Regions from separate parts of the Rattus norvegicus genome. Here all the other regions are linked to region 3. A link is a contact called in public Hi-C data. All regions are on one chromosome and are shown on one strand. Each heading gives the region's core, a stretch centred on a gene start, on an enhancer-like site or on the middle of the called end of the contact. The rest is flanking DNA. Distances are from core to core; before and after follow the strand shown. Region 1 holds the start of Pias4 (protein inhibitor of activated STAT, 4). Region 2 holds the start of Creb3l3 (cAMP responsive element binding protein 3-like 3). Region 3 holds the start of Gadd45b (growth arrest and DNA-damage-inducible, beta).

Region 1 (2,700 bases), core at 152-2,651, 230 kb before region 3:
CGCCACGAGAGCCCTGTACCTGCCAGCTGCCGCTCGAAGGGAACAGGGACACCTGCCCGGCCGCATTCTGTTCATCCCCAGCCTTTTCTTCACAAAAAACGCAAGCGTAAACAAGAGCCATAAAATGCACCATAGCCGGAAGAACATACACCTTTAAGACCACCCTCCTGGCGCTGGACGTGGGCGCGGTCCAGTCCTCCCAATGAAACGGAAGCAAGAGGCCGCGCGGTCCGGGGCTTAAAAACCCAGAGCGGGGCTAGAAGTGGGCGTGGCCTTAGTGCAAGCGTCGAAATCCTGGGAGTTGGGTGGGGCTTGTGAGTACTTAGGACGCCAAGCAGGGCCCCAGAAATGGTGATTGCCCACAAGCCTATTAGGAGTTCGATCCTCGGGACTCATTTTGTGATACCTGGTTAAAGGAGAAAGCAATTCCACCAAATTGTCCTCCGAATTCCACATAGGAGGCTCAGAACGCGTGCACCCACACCCATTCGCGTTAGTCTCCAAACCTGATGACCTGAATTCCATTCCCTGAACCCATATTGTGGAACTATAAACTCCTTAAATTGTCTTTGGACGACCAAAAAATGAGCAAGTTTCCCACAATATATAAATAAAACAGACCACAGGAGAGTGGGCGTGGCCTTGATCACCAAAAAAAAAAAAGGGGGGGGGGCTGCTGGAGGGGCTTCTATGCCCTTAACAAGCGAGACTAGGCTGTGCTTGATTCGGCTGTCTTTAATCCCAATTCTCCGGAAGCTGGAGCAAGCGGATTTCAGTGAGTTTGAAGCCAGCCTGGTCTACAGAGCGAGTGTCACAGAGCCAGGGCGTCATGGTAACCCTGTCTCAAAAAACAAAATTTTAAAACAATTTTAAAAGCCCACAATTGTTGCCACCGCAAGCCAATTTGAAAACGAGGCAGGGGGTCCGGCCTGTGCTCTCTAGAAAAGGTGGGGTCAGTAAGAGCGAGGGAGCACGGCAAAGGGCGCATGGCTCAGGTCTGATCCCCGGTTCATCCCTGGGACCTACACAGTGGAACGAGAGAACCTACTTTCCTAGACTGTTCTCTGACTTTCACACATGTACATACTAAATAAATACAAATACAAAAATTTAGCGGTTTTTTTGAAGCAAGAGAAATGAGGCGGCGGGAAGTGCTGCTATGCCTTTAAGCACCCAGACTCCTCCCCGAGTGGGCGTGGTAGCAGCCAGCGCCTTGAAAAATAACTGTGGGGGCGGGGCTTGGCAATTGTCCGTTGTGATTGGCTAGATCCTCGGGCGGTGGTTCCTGGGGGCGCGTGCGCGCGATGCCTCCTCCCGCCTCTCAGGCGCGGGGGCGTGGAGAAAGGAGCCAGCACTTGCTTTTATTGGCTCTCGCGCAGGTCCCGCCCCACAGTCGAGGGCCCTCACGTGACGCGACGGCTGGGGCCTCCCGGCGCGGGGGACGCTAGTGGCCAAGATGGCGGCAGAGCTGGTGGAGGCCAAAGTGAGTGAGGGAGAGTGGCTCCAGCCGGGACAGGCGGGTGGCGGAGTACGGACCGCTCCTCGCAGGGAGCTAGGAGGGCGGGGGGCGGGGTGTGGCGCCGCGGGCTGGCGAGGGTGCGACCAGGACGCGGGCTGAGCCTGCGGGCGGGGGGCGGGGAGACCGGGGGCGGGGTCGCCAGCACCCTCCTGGGGTGTCCCCGCCGTCTACTGTCACTTCTTTACCGACCCGAACTGGGTTTCCTACAGGCTGCGAATACACAGCCTCCCGGGAACAGGCACTGTCCTCTTTTGGGTGAGCTCCATTGGGACAGAAGTGGGGGTCCTTCTGTGGTCTTGGAAGCCGAAGGAATGCAGTGACTTCTCCATCGGGTTTCCAAGGCAACGAGTAGGACTCAGGTCCGGGTGCCCCCCCCTTTCCTCCCCTAAAGGCCAGCATGGGGAAGGTCTGCAGGGATTTCCACAAGTGCTCTGATTCTCTGGGCCCGTACTGACACCTCCCACTACTGAATAAGTCAGACTCCAGACTCAACCCAACTATAAGTGTCCAAGTTCATTTTAGAGACCCACCCCTCGAGTCCCACTCCCCACTTGCCAGCCTCCAATGATCCTGCCTCACTCTCTAACCTCTACATCCTAGTGAATCATCTTGTAGGGTTTTACTGCTGCCTGGTGTAGCCCGCTGGACCCACCACCCTCTTCTTTTTATGTGTTCCTCAGATTGATCCCCACGAGACACCTTGACTGAGTCCAGGGGAGCACTGTTTAGGGTTGTTTCCCCCATTTCTGCATTAAGGTACCAGGGCTCTGACCTTCTTGAGTCCCATTAAACCTTCCCGGAGTACAGCTTGGCTTAGCTTTCATCCAGTTCTACGCTGTCTCCCTGCCAAGGCTCCAGCCCCTCAGTCTTCCTCAAGCATCTTCCTACCAATAAGATCCTGACTTGCCCACCCTCCTTTCCTGTCTCTTTTGTTACATGGTTCTTCCCTCCCCACCAGGACCCTTAGAGTGATTCTAGAGACTCTGAATAAAAAGTGCACTCCGGGTGTGGTGGTACATGCCTTTAATCCCAGGACTCAGGAGACAGAGGCAGGGAGATCTCCCTGAGTTCAAAGCCAGTCTAGTCTACAAAGTGAGTTACTGGACAGCCATGGCTCCACAGAGAAACCCTATCTCCAAAAAATTTTTAAAAAGTGTAACCATCTTCCCCCCTGTTCACTC
Region 2 (2,700 bases), core at 79-2,578, 160 kb before region 3:
CAGCTAGGGGTTGCCAATGTGTTTACTTATTGCATAGGTGCTTGCTTATGCTCCCCACCCAACACAATGTCACTTCAAGAGTGACATTGCTCCTCGTCCCTCCCTGTTCCTCCTGCTCCAGCCACAGGACAATCCTCCATGCTCCTCCAATGCCCGAAGGCCCGTCCTGCCTCAGGCCTCACACACAGGTTATCTCTTCGGCCTGATGTACCGTCCAGCTGCTCTCCCCTCAGCTGACTCAGCCTCCCCTCCAGGACTCTGGGTGACCCTCACTCCTTGCTATGGAGTCACTTGGTTTCTTGGTGGCACTTGTTTATCAAGCCATACTCATCTCTCTACCCAACTCAGTCCAGGGCGCTCGTGGATTGATTGGTCATGCCTAAGCCAGTGTCTGGCACACAAGAGCTATTCAGTGAGCAAGTTATCAATTGAGTGCCAACTGTATACCTACCCTATTCTGGACGAGAGCAGCTAGTAATGGCCTGTAGAGTCTATCCTGGCCAATGAGTGAGGCTGCTGTGGCTGGAGCAGAGGTGGGATTGGGGGTTAGGGTTCAGGGTTAGGGATGAGGGTGCAGCACAGAGAGACAGAAAGTGGAAGGAAAGCAGGAAGCAGATGGATGTGGCAGACGGGGCTTGAGGGCAGAGAGTTTGCCTAACATGCACACCGAGCCGTGTGCGGCTCCATGTAAGCCACGAGGTGAAGGCAGGAGATCATCTGTAGGTCAAGTCATCCTCAGATAATAGTGAGTGGGACTGGGCTGGGCCAGGAAGGACACAAGAAAGCAATGGAACGGAGTCAATTACAGGGACAGGACTGGTGGATGAATATAGGTGCAAAGGCCCTAGGGTAGAGAAAGTGCAGTTTGTATAAATATTTGTTGACTAAGTGCATGCAGGCCTGGTGATCCCAGAAAGAATTGATTAACATGTGGGACAGTGGAGGATGTGGGCAGGTGGCTCCTTCTTCGCTCCTGCAGGGTCAGCAGTTGTCACTCTGCATGAGGGCATGAATTCCACACACCTGTGGTTGCCATGTTTCTCTGTCCCAGGAGCTGGCAACCTACCCAAGGACCCTGGGCTTTGTTGGGCACCCAACATCCGGTGACGCTAGACAGAAACAGTGGCTGTAAGTAGGGGAGAGGTCACACAGACTCAACACCCCCAGACTTTGCACTTTGCTCCCTGGAAAAAGCACAAAACACAGAGATAGTGGTCATCCCGCCCTCCCTCTGCCACTGCCACTCACCATTGGTCTGTGATCCTGCCTGTCTCCTGGTCGACAGTGGGGAGCTGGGCTGGAAGCTGCTGGTCTGTATTTCAGCATCCTTCGGGAGGAGGAGACGTGGCAAAGGCTGCGGCAGGCAGTGACAGGGGCCCGAAACGAGGCTGCCATAGGTGCAGGACTCATGGATGGGGACATATCGACGGGAAAGGTGAGAGGCCATGGTGGAGACGCTGAGCTGGGGGGGTCGAAGGCTGACAACCCCATAACACTGGCAGGAAGGCTGAGGCTGGAGAGGGGAGCACTGGGATCATAGAGCCTCCCAGGGACTTCAAGACAGGCTGATCCAGGCACCAATGTCTTCTCTGGAACCAGGGTCTCTCTGTAGCCCTGGCTGTCCTGGAACTCTCTCTGTAGACCAGGCTGGCCTCAAACTCACAGACATACACCTGCCTCTGCCTCCCGAATGCTGGGATTAAAGGTGTGAGCCACCAAGCCCAGGCTCCATACTTGTTTTTACAAACACAGATATTTAAGAATTTGACTACAGTGTGTATGAACTGAGGCCCAGTAGCCACATAGAACTCTAGATTTGTTTGTTTGCTTGTTTGTTTTGCTCGTTTTTTGTTTTGAGACTTGCTAGTGGTAGACCAGGTTGGCTTGGAACTTGCCACCTTCCTGCGTCTGCCTCCTGATTTGATGGCCTTGTGCCACCATGGTTTTTAAAGACTCTCTTGTTATCCTGGCCCAACCTCAGCTACACTTTAGGCAGATTCACAGAGACCCAGCCCAGGGGCTGGACAGAAGTCACATTTGGCCTAGAAGGAGCTGGGGTGCTGTGTGTACGAACGGAGTCTTTCTCTCTCCTTGATCCAGATGGCGTCCCCTGCCTGTGCCATGGCTCCCTTAGATAGCATGGAAGTCCTTGACCTCCTGTTCGACGGGCAGGATGGCATCCTGAGAAATGTAGACCTGGCTGAGAGCTGGATCCTCACCAGAGAGGAACAGGTGAGGGTCCCCCGGGAGATTTCCAGCCATAGCCAGGGTGGGGCACAGGATACGCCACTGAACTGGGTAGCCTCTAAGCATCACACATCTGCTTAACCAACCTTTCAATGTGCAGCTAGATACTCCGTTTAATGGATGTTGGGGGTGGGAGGGAGTCAGAGGGAGGGTCTGGTGCTCATTACTCAGAGTCCCATGACGTCCACCTGAGTTCAAACTCAAACCCAGAACACAGAGCTCCTGCTGGTCCCTGTTTGTCATTTAACTGCTGTTGCATCTCAGATGCTCAGGGAGAAAGGGTAACTCCCTCCCTATGGCAGCACAGAGAGTCAGGGATTTTGCCCAGAGTCATGGTACTAATCTGAGGAAACCTGTGTCTGTCTTGCTCTCTCCGCCGCTCTTCTAGAAAGTTCTACCAAATTCTGACTCTGATGAATTCCTAAATTCCATCCTGGGACCTGGAGACTCTGA
Region 3 (2,700 bases), core at 182-2,681:
TTATTGCCTCTGCTCTCTTCACAGTAACTGGCCACCTCCACCAAGCCTTGGCTTTTCCAGGAATCTGTATGACAGTTCTGTTGGAGGGAGAAAAAGAAAGGGTTTAGTGGGAGCTCTAGGAGTTCGGTAGGGAGCCTCTGTTCAGCTCCAGAAGCCCTATTAGAGAAAAACAGGCTAGCTCAAAATAGCTGCCAGGGTGACGAGGCAGCCCACGGGACATGCCGAGCATGGCTGGGCAGTGAGCTGGTGTTGGAGCAGCCAGCCCAGCTATGTTGACAAACACGGGACCCAGGTGATCAGGGCGGGGTGGGTCACTCACCGTGACCAGGAGGCAGTGCAGGTCTCGGGCCTCGTTTGTGCCTAGAGTCTCTGCCGGCTCACCCAGGAGCTGCGCCAGCCTTTGCATGCCTGATACCCTGACGATGTCAATGTCATTGTCGCAGCAGAACGATTGGATCAGGGTGAAGTGAATTTGCAGAGCAATATCATCCTCCTCTTCTTCGTCTATGGCCAGCAGGCACAAGACCACGCTGTCGGGGTCCCTGCAGGAAAGAAGGAGTGTCAGAGGGACGCCAGACCAGGAGCGGGTGTAGCCATGCACGGAGGAGGGCATTAGCTCCGGGAACCTCAGGGGGAGGGGTGAGCAAGACCCAGGGTGCAAGGGTGCCGGGGTGGCCGACTATGCAAATACTGATGGCGGGGAGGAAGGAAGCAAGCAGTCCAAAGTTATTGGGATTGCTTGTCAAAACAAAAAACACAAAACCTCAAACTTGCAAAGTCAGGGTTCTGCAGCGAGTCTCTTTCCCTCTCCCAAAAAATTCTCTGAGAAATGTCGCCCTCCACTCCCCAACTCCCAGGAGCGCTGGGAAAGTCCCCCAAAGCCCCGAGCCCTAGAGGGATGTTGGAGCGCGCGTGCATCAGAGGGGCGCCCCCACCCACGCCCGAGAAAAGGGGGTGCTGACTCACACATTCATCAGTTTGGCCGCCTCGTACACCCCCACGGTGAGGCGATCCTGACGCTGCGCGGCCACCAGCAGCTGCTCCACCGCCGCAGTCACCGCCTGCATCCTAAAAGGCCAAATGGGGAGATTAGGCGATGACAGCCCAGCAGACCTCAGGCGGCGGGCGAGAAGACCTCGGTCTCCGTTGTACTCACTTCTGAACCGCGTTGTCGCTCGCCACCAGCTCTTCCAGGGTCATGATTCAGTCACACTTCACAGCGGACCCCCACGGAAGATCCCCAAGGCAAAGCACTCGTCCAGATCCGAACCCAAGAGGTAAAAACCTTCCCGCGCGACCAGAAGTGTCCGAGGCTTTCCGGAGGCGGTGGGACTTACTTTCCCAAGAAAAAAGCAGGATTAAAAAGAAGATTGCAAAAAAATCCCCCTCGAAATTAATCCAAGAAGACGGAGGTGACACGGATCCCGGGTTGACGCGGAGTGAGCGCGCCGGCGCTGCAAGCCGCTTATAAGACCGCCCGGGAGAGGGCGTGGCCAGGGGAGGCATGCACCGCCCATCCATTGGTGGAGGCACAAAGAGCCGAGTAGCCTGCGCTGAGATTGGCTGGAGGTAGGAAAGGGCGGAGCTCGGATCTCCGGCGGCCCCACGTGGGGGTCAGGGCTGGGAGGAGCGTGAACCCAGGCAGCGGCGACTGCCAGCGAATCGAGAGAGGAAAAAAAAACCACACACACAGACAAAAAAAAAAAAAAAAAAAAAAAAAAAAAACACAGAAGTTTCTCTCCTGATTTCCCGGCAGCCGCGCTACGCAGGCCGCGCGCGGGGTTTCCAGCGCGAGAGGCTGGCTTGAACTTTCGGGGAGAGCTGTCTGGAATCCCCTCCCTGTCCCCGGAGAGTCCCTAGCCTTTCCCAAGCTCTAAAAGAAGGGATGTGCATGGGCCAGGAGGCTAAGTCTGCAGCTCGGCCTTGGAGAGTTGGAGAGTGTTTAAATAAGTCTAAGGTATATAGTAAACACTTGGTAAGTTTGAGGACCGTGGGATCCTCTCCCCAAAGTGAGAACTACAAAGGCATCCCACCAGCGCATACAAAGGTGCTCTGAGAACGCTCAGCCCCCTCAGGCGGGGGTCGCGGGAGAGGCACACAGGAAGCTTCCCAGTGGTCGTGGTAGGTGGTTTGGCGGTGCCCCAGGGGTCCTGGCTGCAGAGCACTAAGGGATCCCAGGAGGAAAGATCCGGAACCCCTTTTCCCCGCTCCTGGCACCCCGAGTTTCAGATGAGCCGGGGAGGCGCAGGTGAAGAGCCTTCCAGACGCTCTCCGGAGCGGCCCCGCCCCCTGCCGGCTGCCTCCCGGTCTATCCTCAGACCGCGTCACCACACCTGATCCGGTGCTGCCCCCTGGGAGTGGTGGCTGAAAGGCAGCCCCCTTTTTTTTTTTTTTTTTTTTTTTTTTTTTTTTTTTTCCGGAGCTGGGGATCGAACCCAGGGCCTTGCGCTTCCTAGGTAAGCGCTCTACCACTGAGCTAAATCCCCAACCCGGCAGCCCCTTTTATGTCCCTGGCATTTTTGTAGTACGCAGCATGAACCACAGGCCCCCTCTTCCATGAGTGTCATTTATCTTTCCAAGGTTTGGCCGGCTATCTGCATTGTGCAAAATGGAAACTGAGGTCTCCGAGGGCGTTCTGTGAGCCACAGTATGAGGGCTGGTAGCGGACGGCAAGGACATGAGGGAGGCAGACAGACCCCG

What was found. A called contact is a pair of places that touch in the nucleus more often than the background predicts.
Region 1: a contact with region 3 is called in a Hi-C map of Schwann cells, with 4 times the contacts expected there. The contact joins the promoter of Pias4 here to the promoter of Gadd45b in region 3. A contact is called at or near these places in 7 of 12 Hi-C or Micro-C datasets (the A7r5 cell line, Schwann cells, frontal cortex and 4 more).
Region 2: a Hi-C map of liver shows a contact between it and region 3, with 2.9 times the contacts expected there. The contact joins the promoter of Creb3l3 here to the promoter of Gadd45b in region 3. A contact is called at or near these places in 9 of 12 Hi-C or Micro-C datasets (the Rat2 cell line, Schwann cells, frontal cortex and 6 more) and 1 of 1 datasets of contacts at active chromatin or transcription factors (oligodendrocytes).

The regions. Positions count from the first base shown.
Region 1 is chr7:9,195,631-9,198,330 of GRCr8, forward strand. It overlaps Pias4 (protein inhibitor of activated STAT, 4), which reads left to right and starts at 1,402. Exons shown (of 11, transcript NM_001100757.1): 1 at 1,402-1,483. The coding sequence starts at 1,457. It also overlaps a transcript of Eef2 not described here.
Region 2 is chr7:9,271,992-9,274,691 of GRCr8, forward strand. It overlaps Creb3l3 (cAMP responsive element binding protein 3-like 3), which reads left to right and starts at 1,329. Exons shown (of 10, transcript NM_001012115.1): 1 at 1,329-1,435; 2 at 2,101-2,232; 3 at 2,636-2,700. The coding sequence starts at 1,409.
Region 3 is chr7:9,429,287-9,431,986 of GRCr8, forward strand. It overlaps Gadd45b (growth arrest and DNA-damage-inducible, beta), which reads right to left and starts at 1,432. Exons shown (of 4, transcript NM_001008321.1): 1 at 1,157-1,432; 2 at 967-1,068; 3 at 320-542; 4 at 1-77. The coding sequence starts at 1,200.